2 separate regions of the Zea mays genome follow, and region 1 is linked to region 2. A link is a contact called in public Hi-C data. All regions are on one chromosome and are shown on one strand. The core of a region is the stretch at or near the end of the contact, and the rest is flanking DNA. Distances in the headings are between cores, read along the strand shown. Region 1 has its middle 86 kb from the start of LOC103639982. Region 2 holds the start of LOC100304296.

What was found. Hi-C and Micro-C count contacts between places; a contact is called where the count stands out from the background.
Region 1: a contact with region 2 is called in a Hi-C map of endosperm, with 4 times the contacts expected there. The contact joins the enhancer-like site here to the promoter of LOC100304296 in region 2. A contact is called at or near these places in 6 of 25 Hi-C or Micro-C datasets (bundle sheath, ear, endosperm and 2 more).

Annotation. Positions count from the first base shown.
Region 1 is chr1:158,400,288-158,406,763 of Zm-B73-REFERENCE-NAM-5.0, forward strand. No RefSeq gene overlaps it. Among protein-coding and RNA genes, the nearest start is that of LOC103639982, 86 kb to the right of the region's middle. Within about 2 kb of position 2,719, at least 7 of the 20 cell types and tissues checked have an H3K27ac peak or open chromatin away from gene starts, as enhancers often do. A contact at or near this core is called in endosperm and leaf, where this site is marked.
Region 2 is chr1:158,213,904-158,220,275 of Zm-B73-REFERENCE-NAM-5.0, forward strand. It overlaps LOC100304296, which reads right to left and starts at 4,440. Exons shown (of 4, transcript NM_001361280.1): 1 at 4,121-4,440. The coding sequence starts at 4,396.

The sequences.
Region 1 (6,476 bases), core at 1,469-3,968, 180 kb after region 2:
AACTGCAAATCAGACTCTGGTCCCACCTGCAGGCTCGCATCCTCCCCTGAGGTGGGACCGGGGGCCATTGTCGGTACCCTAAATCAGGGGTACCCTCTCCTACAGCATAAAGGCATCGCACCCATGCAACGACTCCTGGCCGCAAGGAGGACCGCGCCTAACTCCACCGGATGGGCGGGCCAAAGGGCACCACGTGGCGAGGAAAGACACCATGCCTCAGTAAGATCGGACCCCCACAGAGGGTCACCGGGCCCCTGTATACATACAGGTCCGGAGCCCCAGGGTAGGTCCGAACCCCGGCAGGGTTCCGGAACGAGAAGGACCTTGGGGTATACAGGGGTCCGGTGCTGACACGTGCGCAGGCCTTGCTCTCTGCCCCCCGCGCAGGCGAAGGCCCGCTGCTTGTGGCCCATGACATAAGCCATCGGGCCAAGCCTGACGTAAGGCCGTGTAACCCCTGCATTTATTAAGGAGAGGACGCGCCACCTGCCACTGCGCTGACAGGCGACGGGCGACATGCCCTCTCAGCATTTAATGTGTCCCGTCCCATCCGCTGGCAGGCGGCGTCAAGGTCATCCAGCAGGCGGCGGGACTGCTGTGTCTGCTGGCAAATAGTGCGCCCATGCCAGGCAGCGCACTGTTATCCCTTCTACAAGAAGCTTCCCCTGCACACCGAAGATACACAGATCTCGGACGACAGGACACAAGGGATTGCCCCGGCAGCAAATATTTATAGTCCCAAGTGTTATATTCTCTATGTCCCTGGGCCCACATGTCGGGGCTCAGTACCTTTGTGCATGCCCCCCTTCAGCTATAAAAGGGGAGGCATGCGACGTTATAAGACAGATCCAAGCTAGGACCCAACTCTAGGCAGACACTCTTAAGTTCATACAAGCTCCCAAGCAATACATCACACAGTGGAGTAGGGTATTACGCTCCGGCGGCCCGAACCACTCTAAATCCTCGCGTGCTCTCGTGTGTTGATCCACTAGTCCTGTAGCAAGCAAAACGCTTAGGCCCCTCCTCTCTTTAGGATTTAGGGCGGGTGCAATCCGCCACCCGGCCGGGGAGATTTCCTCTCCGACAGGTACTACCCAAAAAATCAGTGGTAAACAAGGTATAAAGATAGCCAAACTAGGGTAACCTACTGGGTCCCATCAAAATTAACCTATGCAATCCTTATGATTAATAAGAACATGATTGGGTAAAAAGAGTGATCAAGGGCACAACTTGCCTTCAACGAGCTCCTGCTCAGCAGTCTCCACCTACTGAACCCTGGATCCTCTGTGGCTTGCTCGTCTACTCGCAACAATACAAACAAACATGTATAGCAAAAAATAACAAATAACGTCACACCAAATAGCAGTACAGAATGCATGATAATATTCTAAGCGTCGTATCGAGATCGTAGGAACAAGAATCACTAAATTCGGAGTTATGGATATCTAGTTATGAATTTCTGAAGTTATTTAGTACCAAGAATCGAGTAATTCAAGTGAATAATTTTAATCCAAGTTTCATGGCTAAACATAGGTACTAGGTGATAGACAATATTAAAACAAAATTAATGCCACGGGAATAGATTAATTTGGAGTTACAATGAATTAATTATGAATTATACGCACCAGATTTAAAAATTCTTAGATCAAGTTTCACCCGCACAATTTCTATCCAGCGGCATAGACCTAACCTACACCAACCGGTACGCGGAATCTGATCCTAGCCGCAGATCACAAGATGGACGCATCCCCGCTCGTCTTCATCCTCCGGCCGAGCAGGGTGGCGATTCCCCCGCCATGACCCGGCGGCGAATCACCGGCGCGCAGCCAACCCACGCCCCGACATGCTACCCACCACACGTTCCTCCATTCGCGACACCAGGACTACACGACCACAGTGGCGGCCAAGGTACCCATGGGGGTGGCACAACCAGCACAACCCACGGCAAAACACAGAGCCGCGGCGGCGTTTAACAACGGCGAGAAATTCTCGATCCCATATGACCTAATCCTTCCTACCCATCAATTCAATACTTGGCTAGCATGATAACGAGGTGCTAGAACGACTCTTACCGGTGGAGGAGGACGTAGGGGTCTGGTCGGCGTGAGGAGCGGCTTGGCGGTGAAGACGACTCCGTCGAGAAATTCCACCCGCACGGTCCCGCCTTCACCCACAATCGGTGACGCCCGCGTTCAGGGTACCCCAGGAATTACTCAACGCGCCCACCGGGCACATAGGGTGGTACTTCACGTCGGCAAACGACGGTGCCTAGTTGCTCCACCCGCGGCGCTCGGCGTACGGACCTCTGCAGTCAGCCAGTCTCTGGTTATCGCGGTGGTTGCAACGAGGCGGTGGCACGGGGTATGGCGAAGATAGTGGTGCGCGGAGATTTATGTAAGCCGGCTGGGCAAACTACTTGCTCGAGATCACCGCCGATTTGAGCTGGCTGCTACCCAGTCCTGCCCGAGTGCCTGAGGGTCCGTTCGGTTGATACGGAATGGGCTACCGTATCTGTTTCTAGTCGGATTGCTTCACTAATTTGTATAAGTTTTGATCAACAGAAACAATTCTGGATGAACAGACCCTGAATCCGAAGGGAACGGTCCGACACGGCAGTCCCACGTGACAGCGAACTCGACGAGGCGATTCATGGGTCCCAGTGACCAGTCTCATGGAGTGTTAGCTGCGACGGCGCGCGCGGGATGTAGTACCTGGTTGGACCACTGACGAGATGGCCCCACAAGTCAATGTTTGTGAGGCAAGCGCGGCGGTGGGCTGAGTTCTGGGCCGAGTGTGCGCAGGGAAACGAAGATGTGGGCCAAAAGGAGGAGTTTAGGCCCAGGCGCGCTTCTAATTTCCTTCCTATTTTCTATTTTCTTTTCTCTTTATTTTTTATCCCAAGTTTAAATCCAAAATTGATATTGAACTTTGGATTTTAGGTTAACTATTTAAATTTAAAATGTCAGTATGAGAAGACATATTTGTGTGTATATATATATATATATATTTCTTTATTTTCATCTAGGGTTTTTCCTTTTCCTCTTCTCTTTTCTTTTCCATTTTCAAACGCTAATCTCCTTTTAGGCTTTAATTCAATTTTCCTTATGATTATATTTTTATTAATAGTGTTGCCATTATTATTATGTGCACAAGCAACAAAACTCTGGCATGATGCACATTTTATTGAGATATTATTTATTTTAAACATGTCTCCTCTCTTTAGTTTCCAAAGTTGAGTATTACAAATCCTACCCCCTTACAAAGAATCTCATCCCCGAGATTAGGTAGAACTAGGAAAGAGGTGGGGAAAATCTACTCGTAGCTCTTCTTCTCTTTCCCAAGCAGCTTCATCTTCTCCATGGTGACTCCATTGCACTTTGCACATTTTAATCACTTTATTCCACGTGACATGAGTCAAGGTATCAAGAATCTTGATAGGATACTCCGTATAAGTCAGATCATCTTGAACACTAAGATCCTCCATAGGTAGTTGCTCTTCGGGTACCCTTAGACACTTCTTCAGTTGGGATACATGGAAGACATCATGTACATCTGCAAGATGGTCAGGTAGTTTTAGTTGATAGGCAATTTCTCCCACTCGCTTTAAGATCAAGAAGGGTCCAATAAAGCAAGGGGACAACTTCCCTTTAACTTTAAACCTCCTCATACCCCGGATCGGTGATACCTTTAGATACACGTGATCACCCTCCTTAAATTCTAGCAGTCTTCTCCGGGTATCCGCATAGCTTTTCTGTCTTGACTGCGTAGTTCTCAAGTTCTCCCATATCAAGCGTACTTGTTCTTCTACCTCTTGTATAATTTTTGGCCCAAAGAACTGCATTTCACCAGTTTGATCCCAATATAAAGGAGTCCTGCATTTTCTGCCATATAAAGCCTTAAACGGGGACATCTTCAAACTGGCCTGGTAGCTATTATTATAAGAGAACTCCGCATAGGGCAGACTCTTATCACAACTGCCACCATGTTTAAGAGCACAAGATCTTAACATATCCTATAGTACTTGGTTGGTCCTCTCGGTCTGCCCATCAGTTTGAGGATGGTAGGCCGAACTAAAATTCAACTGTGTGTCCGAGCACTCGTGCAACTTCTGCCAAAACCGAGAAGTGAACTATGATCCCCGGTCTAACACGATCTTCTTAGGCACTCCATGTAGACAAACTATCCGAGCCATATACAACTTTGCTAGCTTGGCTCCCGTGTAATTAGTTCTCATAGGGATGAAGTGAGCCACTTTTGTCAGTCTGTCCACAATTACCCAAATGGAGTCATACCCTGCAGAAGTGTGGGGTAGACCAACAATGAAGTCCATGCCAATTTCTTCTCACTTCCACTCGGGTATCTTAAGCGGGTGAAGTAATCCAGCAGGTCTCTGATGCTTGGCTTTTACCCTCTGGCAAACATCACATTCTGCCACATGTGCAGCAACATCCCTTTTTAGTCCATACCACCAATACTTCTGCTTCAAGTCCTGGTACATCTTGGTACTACCCGGATGGATGGAATAAGCTGAATCATGTGCTTCCTTCAATATGGTTTCATGAATACTATCGATCTCAGGAACACAAATCCGGTTCTTGAACCATATTGTGCCCTGCTCATCTTCCGTGAAGTCTGGGCCTCTACCTTCAGTTATCAGATCCTTGATCTCTTGAATTTGGACATCACCGATCTGACCCTTTCGTATTTCTTGCTCTAAGGTAGGCTCCACTTCTATGGTAATTCCTTTAGTATGAGCAACTATCCCCAGATTGAGCTTCTCAAAATCTTCTGCTAACTCATCGAGTAACTGGGTGACGATAGCTGCATGGACATGCTCCTTCCGACTCAGGGCATCCGCAACCAGATTCGCCTTGCCCAGATGATAGTGAATTTCCAAGTCATAGTCCTTGATGAGCTCCAACCAACGGTGTTGCCTAAGGTTGAGATCCTTCTGAGTGAAGATATATTTTAAGCTCTTGTGATCAATGTAGACTTGGCACTTAGTCCCCATAATATAATGCCTCCAAACCATGAGAGGATGCACTACGGCTGCCAGTTCTAAGTCATGAGTGGGGTAGTTCAACTCATATTTCCGTAACTAACGAGACGCATAGGCGATGACGTGTCCTTCTTGCATAAGCACACATCCCAAGCCCTGGCAGCTTGCATCACAATATATTTCAAAACTCTTCTGTAGATTTGGCATAATCAACACCGGGGCGGACAATAACTTAAACCTCAACTGGTTGAAACTCTATTGGCATTCCCAAGTCCATTTAAACTCCTTTCCCTTCTCTAACAGTGAGGTCATCGGCTTAGCAATCTTAGAAAATCCTTCAATGAATCACCGGTAATAACCCACGAGTCCTAGAAAACTTCGAACCTCCGAAACTAAACTTGGTATCTTCCAACCAACTATTGCTGTTACTTTAGCCGGATCCACTGAAATTCCTCCTTTGGAGATGATATGCCCAAGGAATGGTATTTCATCAAGCTAGAACTCACACTTGGTAAATTTGGCATAGAGTTGATTATCCCATAACTTTTGTAGCACCATCCGCAAATGTTCCTCATGATCACTATCATTCTTGGAGTAAATAAGTATGTCGTCGATGAATACCACGACGAATCTATCAAGATACTCCATGAATACCTTGTTCATCAGATTCATGAAGTAGGCAGGTGCATTAGTTAAGCCAAACGACATGTCTCTGAACTCATATAGACCATATCGGGTAGAGAAAGCCATCTTGGGAATATCAGATGGCCTAATCTTCATTTGATGGTAGCCCGACCTGAGGTCAATCTTAGAAAACACCCTAGCACCTCTCATCTGATCAAATAAGTCTTCAATACGAGGTAAAGGGTACTTGTTCTTAATGGTGACATCATTAAGTGATCTATAGTCCACACACATCATTTGTGAATCATCATTTTTCTGTACAAACAGTACTAGTGCTCCCCAAGGTGAGGAACTCGGACGAATGTACCCTGCTTCTTGCAACTCTGTTAATTGTTTCTTAAGCTCTTTTAATTCTTCCACTGACATCCTATATGGCCTTTTTGAAATGGGAGCGGTACCATGTAAGAGGTCAATGGCAAATTCAACTTCCCTATCTGGTGGCATTTCGGGTAAGTCTTCAGGAAAGACATCTGGAAAGTCTCTAACAACTCGGATGTTTCTACCCATAAATTTTCCATCTACTAGAAATATGGCAGGTCTGGTAGAGACGGTTATGGTAATCTCAACTTCAAATCTTTACCCTTTGGAGCTGGTGAGTTCTACGGTTCCCTTAGCACAATGTATAAATGCCTTTGCTTTCCTTAACCAGGACATCCCGAGTATCAGATCTATACTGCTTTCTTCTAATACTATGGGTGTAGACCAGAATTCCCTTCCCATAATTGTCAGTGTTAATATGTGTGTCATATAGTTTGCTTCAATAGGCCCTTTAGGTGTAATTATTACCATTGGT
Region 2 (6,372 bases), core at 3,190-5,689:
CCTCAACCGCTCGCCCACCAAGGCACTCAACGGGATGACACTGTATGAGGCTTGGCATGAGCGCAAGTCGGCGGCCTCTCACCTACGGGTCTTCTACTGCCTCGCGTTCACCAAGGAGCTTGGCCACATCGGCAAGCTCGACGACAGGAGCACCCAGGGGTGTTCATTGACTACGCGGAGGGCTCGAAGGCCTACCGCATCCTTGACCTAGGAACACAGCGTGTGTGCATGGCGCACGACGTAGTGTTCGACGAAAAGCGAGGATGGGCCTGGGACAAGGCGATGGACGACGACACGACTCCGATGTACAACGACTTCACCAGCGCGTACGTCCACTTTGAGGGAGCTGGGGGAGTAGGCAACTCTTCTCCGAGCAGGCCTACCCCAGCCCCCATGTCTCCACCGACTCTAGCGCCACGCTCTCCTGCTCCGGCTACAACGAGCACTTCGCCACCACGCAATCCAACCACGACTCCGGCTACAGTGAGCTCTTCATCACCACGTACTACAGCACCGACGATACCCTCTCCAGGAACGTCCTCTCCAGCGCCAGCTCGTGTCGAGCACGACCCGGTGGTGCTCGTGACCCCGCTTTCCCACAACGAGAAGCGCATCAACACGTGCTACGACGACGAGCCGTTGCGGTATCGTACGGTGGAGGGCCTTCTCATCGACCCGTCGGTGCCGGGCCTAGCGTCTCGCATTCTGGCGGGGAGTTGCATCTTGCATGTGACGATGGCAATCCTTGGTCTTTCGCGGAGGCCGAGAAACACGCAGCTTGGCGTGCCGCGATGCAGTCGGAGATGGACGTGGTTGAGACGAACCGCACTTGGGAGCTCGCTGATCTCCCTCATGGTCATCACGCGATCACCCTTAAGTGGATGTTCAAACTGAAGAGGGATGAAGCCGGCGCCATCGTCAAGCACAAGGCTCACTTGGTGGCATGCGGTTTCTTGCAGCAGGAGGGGATCAACTTTGACGATACTTACGCCCCGTGGCACGGATGGAATCCGTGCGACTCCTTGCGCTAGCAGCCCAGGAGGGCTGGCACGTTCATCACATGGACGTCAAATCGACGTTTCTTAACGACGACTTAAAGGAGGAGGTCTACGTACACCAGCCAAGCACCAAGCACTACACTCCTCAATCACAGCACGCATAACTTGTTCGGCGCAGGGGACAACACCCTCAAAGACACAAGCATTTCGGTGCTTCCAAATCTCCCAAGCAACCAAAATGATCAGGGAGTTAAGTCCTTTTCTTAGACTCTTCTCAACACTTTTGATACTTTGGCGCCACCAGTTTGAAAACTGTGTGCATCCAGGCTGAGGGGCAATGGCTAGGAGGCCCAAATTGTGGAGGATTAACGTCCATATTTGTCGGGCAAACACGAAAGAGACAAGAATATGCTGGATGGACTCCTCGGCTTGATCACACAGAGGCCAAGCAACTGGATGGGGAAGGCCTCTTTTTGCTAGTCTATCAGTTGTCCAAACCCTGTTTTTGATGGCCAACCATACAAAGAATTTGCATCTTAAGGGGGCCCAGGTCTTCCAGACACGTCGCCAAGGGCCAAAAATGATAGAGCCAGTAAAAATGCATCATATGTTGATTTGCTACAGTAAGAACCATGACCAGCAATGTCAGGCTGAAGATCTACCCCATCAACCAAGTTCCAGAGATGCAGATACTCCACTAAAACTGGTACAGACAAGCCTCCCCTTATATCTAACACCCATTTACGATATGTGAACCCTCCGCTACTGTTCTCCGCTTTAATGCCCTTTTAGGAATCATTTGGATCGGTGATCTTCTGACTAGCCTCGATCATACGAACTGATAAGATTGATAGATAAGATGGAATAAATGGTTCAAATTCTTTGCTAGGAAAATAATCAAATGAACCCAACAAATTTTTAAATCCTAAAAGTAAAAGATCCTAGATTTAATTCAGGAGTATGACTACTATCACTAAAACCCTATACTATACACTTAAAATAGGATACGATAATATGTGTAGGAAGGAGATATTGCGTATAATGTGTGGGATGGTGGGACGTATTGCATTGAGCCTCTAGGGAGAATATATAGGACTACATAACTTGGAGGGCAAGAAGCCTATCCTAGAGATGAGGAAGGTTATCCTAGAGATAAGGAAGGTTATCCCAGGATTACAATCAATCAAATCAATCCTAAACCAACCATATCAGGAGTTGCCTAATATACTCTAAAAAAATGACCAGCAACCAGTCCCAGATTTCCTAATTTAACAAGAGTGAGCCCATGTTTTCCACTTGGGTAACTACATTCATTGGTGAAAGAAATTAGTAATGATAGATGAATCATGCAATGAATGATTTAAGGTAACGTTTCTAGATTTCAGCAAGCCAACTACCACCAAATTTGACCCAAACCACAGGAGGAATCAGTTCACGCTTTACGCGTGTACGCCACAGAAACAAGAAAGCAAGACCTCCCCTAGAATTCTTTGATATGTTCACCTCGAGATAGCAAAAAGGTCAAACATTTCAGGACGATAAGCATGGTTATTAAAGCGCCAGTTTTTAGCGTTAAAACGCTCTGGGCCGTAAAAAGGCCACGTTTTGTCGCTTTTTCAGATTTCCAGCCCATCACAGTTCTCCTAACCTAAAAAAGGGGGCAGCCGTGACGGACTCGTGCTGCGCGTTCGTTCGGCATCACTGGGCTTTGCCGTCAGCCGGTAAGAACCTTACCTGAGCTTGCCGCCTCCCTCGCCTCCTCCCTGCGTTGCTCCCTACTCGTGCCACGCTCCCTCTCCCCCGCGGCCGTGCTCGTTGCTCCTTGGTCCCTGCTCGCGCTCGGCGCCGCCGCTGCCTCCCTGCGTTGCGGCCGCGCTCGCTCCCTGCTCAAGCTCGGCGCCGCCGCTGCCTCCCTGTGTTGCACTCTCTGCTCTCGCTCGGTCAGCTCGCCGGTCCTAGCTCAGTCGCCTCCCTGCTCTGCCTCTGTTAGCTGTCCCTATCCCTGCTCTCATCCTCCTCCCCTTCCCTGCTCACATTCTCCTCTGGTTTTGGTTATTTGCGGACTAAAAACGGCAAACAGTAGTGATGCTAATGCGTCTGTGGTTGTGGACATTACATTCCACTTTAGTTGCTTTTGTGCTATGTTTGTGATTGTGGACTACTGCACATTTCATTCCACTTTATTTGTGGTTGTCGCTTTGCTAGTTGCTATTAGTTGAGCACTTGAACTTATGTAATTGTGGATTTGTGGTAGTGTGGTTGTGGACATGTTATATTGTTACATGAAATTAAGTTATATTCAATTTTGTCCATGTTGTTTAAAAAGACGTTTTAAAGCTCGCTTAAACGTTTTAAAGTCAAAAAGTTCTCATGAGCGCCTCAACATTTTATCGCTTTAATAACCTTGACGATAAGTTTGTCACTTAATCCCAAATTCTTAATGAACTAACCAAAGCCAAACAATACAAATTGCTCACCAACAAAAGATCAAAACTTTGACCATAAGACCAAGCTGATAAAATAAAAAAATGTCTGCTAAGCCTAGCAAACTAGGCCGCAAAAGCAAGGAATGATCATATGTCACAGCCAGTACTGTGTCAACAAGTGTACAAGCAGGGACGGATCCAGCGGACGGGGCTCGAGCAAGGTGGCATATACGTTTTTTTTTGTGTTGGTATTTCGTACGTGTGCGTGGGTCCACAGGGCAGAGTCGGCCTCTGGCATATAAGCTTAAGGGCTGATTTGGTGACCAAGGATCAGGGATTGGAGGGGATTGGAGGGGATTAAGGGATTAAGGGGGAATATCTTGGATACTGAAATGGAACGCACCTAAAGCTAAAACCTCAACGATATATTTTTTTCATTGAAATAGGATCCATAGCAAAGTATACGCCAGGTAAAATAACGATAGCTGCTACGGTAGCATGGAATAGGAAGGACAGGAAGCTTAAAATCAGGATTTTCATTCAAATATCTGCACACTTGATACAAAGTGAGTGAAGCTTAAGAGCGCAGTTTTTTATCTTAAAAATAATACTAAAAGGTCGCACAGGCAGCCAAGCATCTGGAATCCAGCATAGATGAGGAACTAGAGAAGGCGAGAGCAACAAGTAAGCGCGTACCAGGAATATCCTGCTCCCGTCGCGGCCGAGCTGGAGCAGGTCGAGCGCCTCCTCCAGCGCGTCGGCGAGCACCGCCAGCGCCCGCTCCGGTTCCACCGCGGGTACACAGGGTACCTCCCGGAGCTCCTCGACAAAGGGGCCAAGGAGCCGGATCCGCCGCGACAGCGCGAGCAGCTGGCGCCTGTACGCGTTTCGGAACTCCCAGCCACCGGATCCCACCGCCTCCACGGCGGCGGCCACCCTCTCCGCGGCCCCGCGGCCGCTGACGCCGGCCATGACGAGGGGAGTCCAGTCGAGCCGCCGCGGCGTGAACCGGACCCTGCCAACAGGTGACTAGTCAGAGGGAAAGGAGACAGTGGCAGGGGCGGTAAATAGGTGCGAGAAAAGCGGGGTAGTGGCGTCGTATTGGGTGGGTCCCGCGGTCGTGTCAGCGTCGCGGGCGGGCCGGATCGCGTCGTTGGAGTTGCCCGCACCTCCACGGCAGCTGATTTTCGCGTCCGTCCGGTCCGGGTCGCCGCTCGTATCCTACGGATGCGGTGCGGGTGCATCGGCCGGCGCCCAACGCCTACCGAAGGTCCGAAGCCACCGGCGACCACTAACCGCGACCGGCCTGTCAATTGCATGCAAAAAAAATTAGTTATAATGTGGACCATATTATTTATAGAGTAAAGTTTAAAATATAAAAGCATCTCAAAGAGAGATTCTCAGAGCAACTCTGAAAGATTAACTTAGTCAAATTTACTGATTTAGCTACTCTTTAAAACCGATTTAACAGAAAAATTGTAGGTTAATCCAAGAGACTCGATAAACCTATAAATTGAAGGGAGAGTGAAGCAGCCTATTCAAAAATAGAGAGTCACTAAATTTGAAGATTCATTTACAGAGTCTATTGGATACGTTTTTCTTCTAATATTAGCTAAATTTACCTTTATAAAACTATATATTTAATATCTTGGAGTTGCTCTAAACTGGATACTATTTTAAATATGGCTAAGAACCATAAAACACACTTTTTAACTGTGATCCTATTTTATAAAATTCCATCAAACGATTATAGAGCTCAATCTCTCGGGTTCTAAATATAGTACCTTATATACTGGAGTCATATTCTCGTTTTCTCTTGAGCTTCAACCATTTATTTTCTAATAACATAATTTATTTTATAAATAGCATTATTTAAAGCCTAACTGTTGGAGTAAAAAGTTCTTTTGAGGCCTTAAACACTAAATACGATTCTATTTCAAATTTTAGGACTCTAGTTTAGAGTTTATTGTTGAAGATGTTCTAAGGTAAGACAGAGAGTCTACTGGAGATAGTCTTATCAAGCTAACAGCCTTCTTAAAGCAGTTATATCAAAAGTGTTTTATACGATCATATACATACTCTGCTGAGCATGGCGTAGAAAGATGAATGAAAAGCTATGTAAAGGTGAAAACTGTGCTTAGATTTTGGTTGTTGCTCTTTGTTCTATTCTGCCGACATCCTCTATTTTTATTATATTATTGAAAACAAAGGGAAATTTTGTTTTAAGTGAAAAGATATAGAACGTGGTTTTCTGTTCAGATAGATCTCTAAATAAAAATTCAAACCAGTTAAGAAATTTTTTTAGAATTATTTAAAGATATTTTTACAATGTGTTCGAACACCCTCTCCCTGAGCTCTGCGCACCGCACGTCGACCCACTGTCGTTGTGTCACGCCACATTGGGTGAACTATTGTTTGTTCATGCTAGACCTATGTGGCACCGGTGAGCTTTGCACTAACGATCTTTGTGTTGTTGTGTGGATGAGCGGCGCACGTTGCCGCGTGGATGAGCTTCGTGTGTTGTCACTGCTGCACCAGTAAGGCATCGCACACCACCACATCCAAGTAATAAACATATTGTATCGTTGCAACTATATGTTATACAAGTTTCATGTTTTTGTAGATGTTTTAGTTGTGTATTTCATGTGTTTGCTGGTATTGCAATGATGTATCTTTCTTCATGATATTGTACATGTTTCCAATAGTAATCTGGCATGTTTCATTAGTATATCATTGATGTTTGCAGTGGTGGTCCTCATTGGCGTCTGGATGAAAACCAACCGTGAACGCCCATGCACTAGTCATGTTGATTTTTAAGTTAAATGCATTGATGGTGTCTAAACTTGTCAATTAGATCTATGAACTTTGAAACTGTAGAAAGAGAGGGATGAATAGGCATTTCTATAATTTTAGACACGGCAAAATTAAACTTATCGATCTAGCTAAGG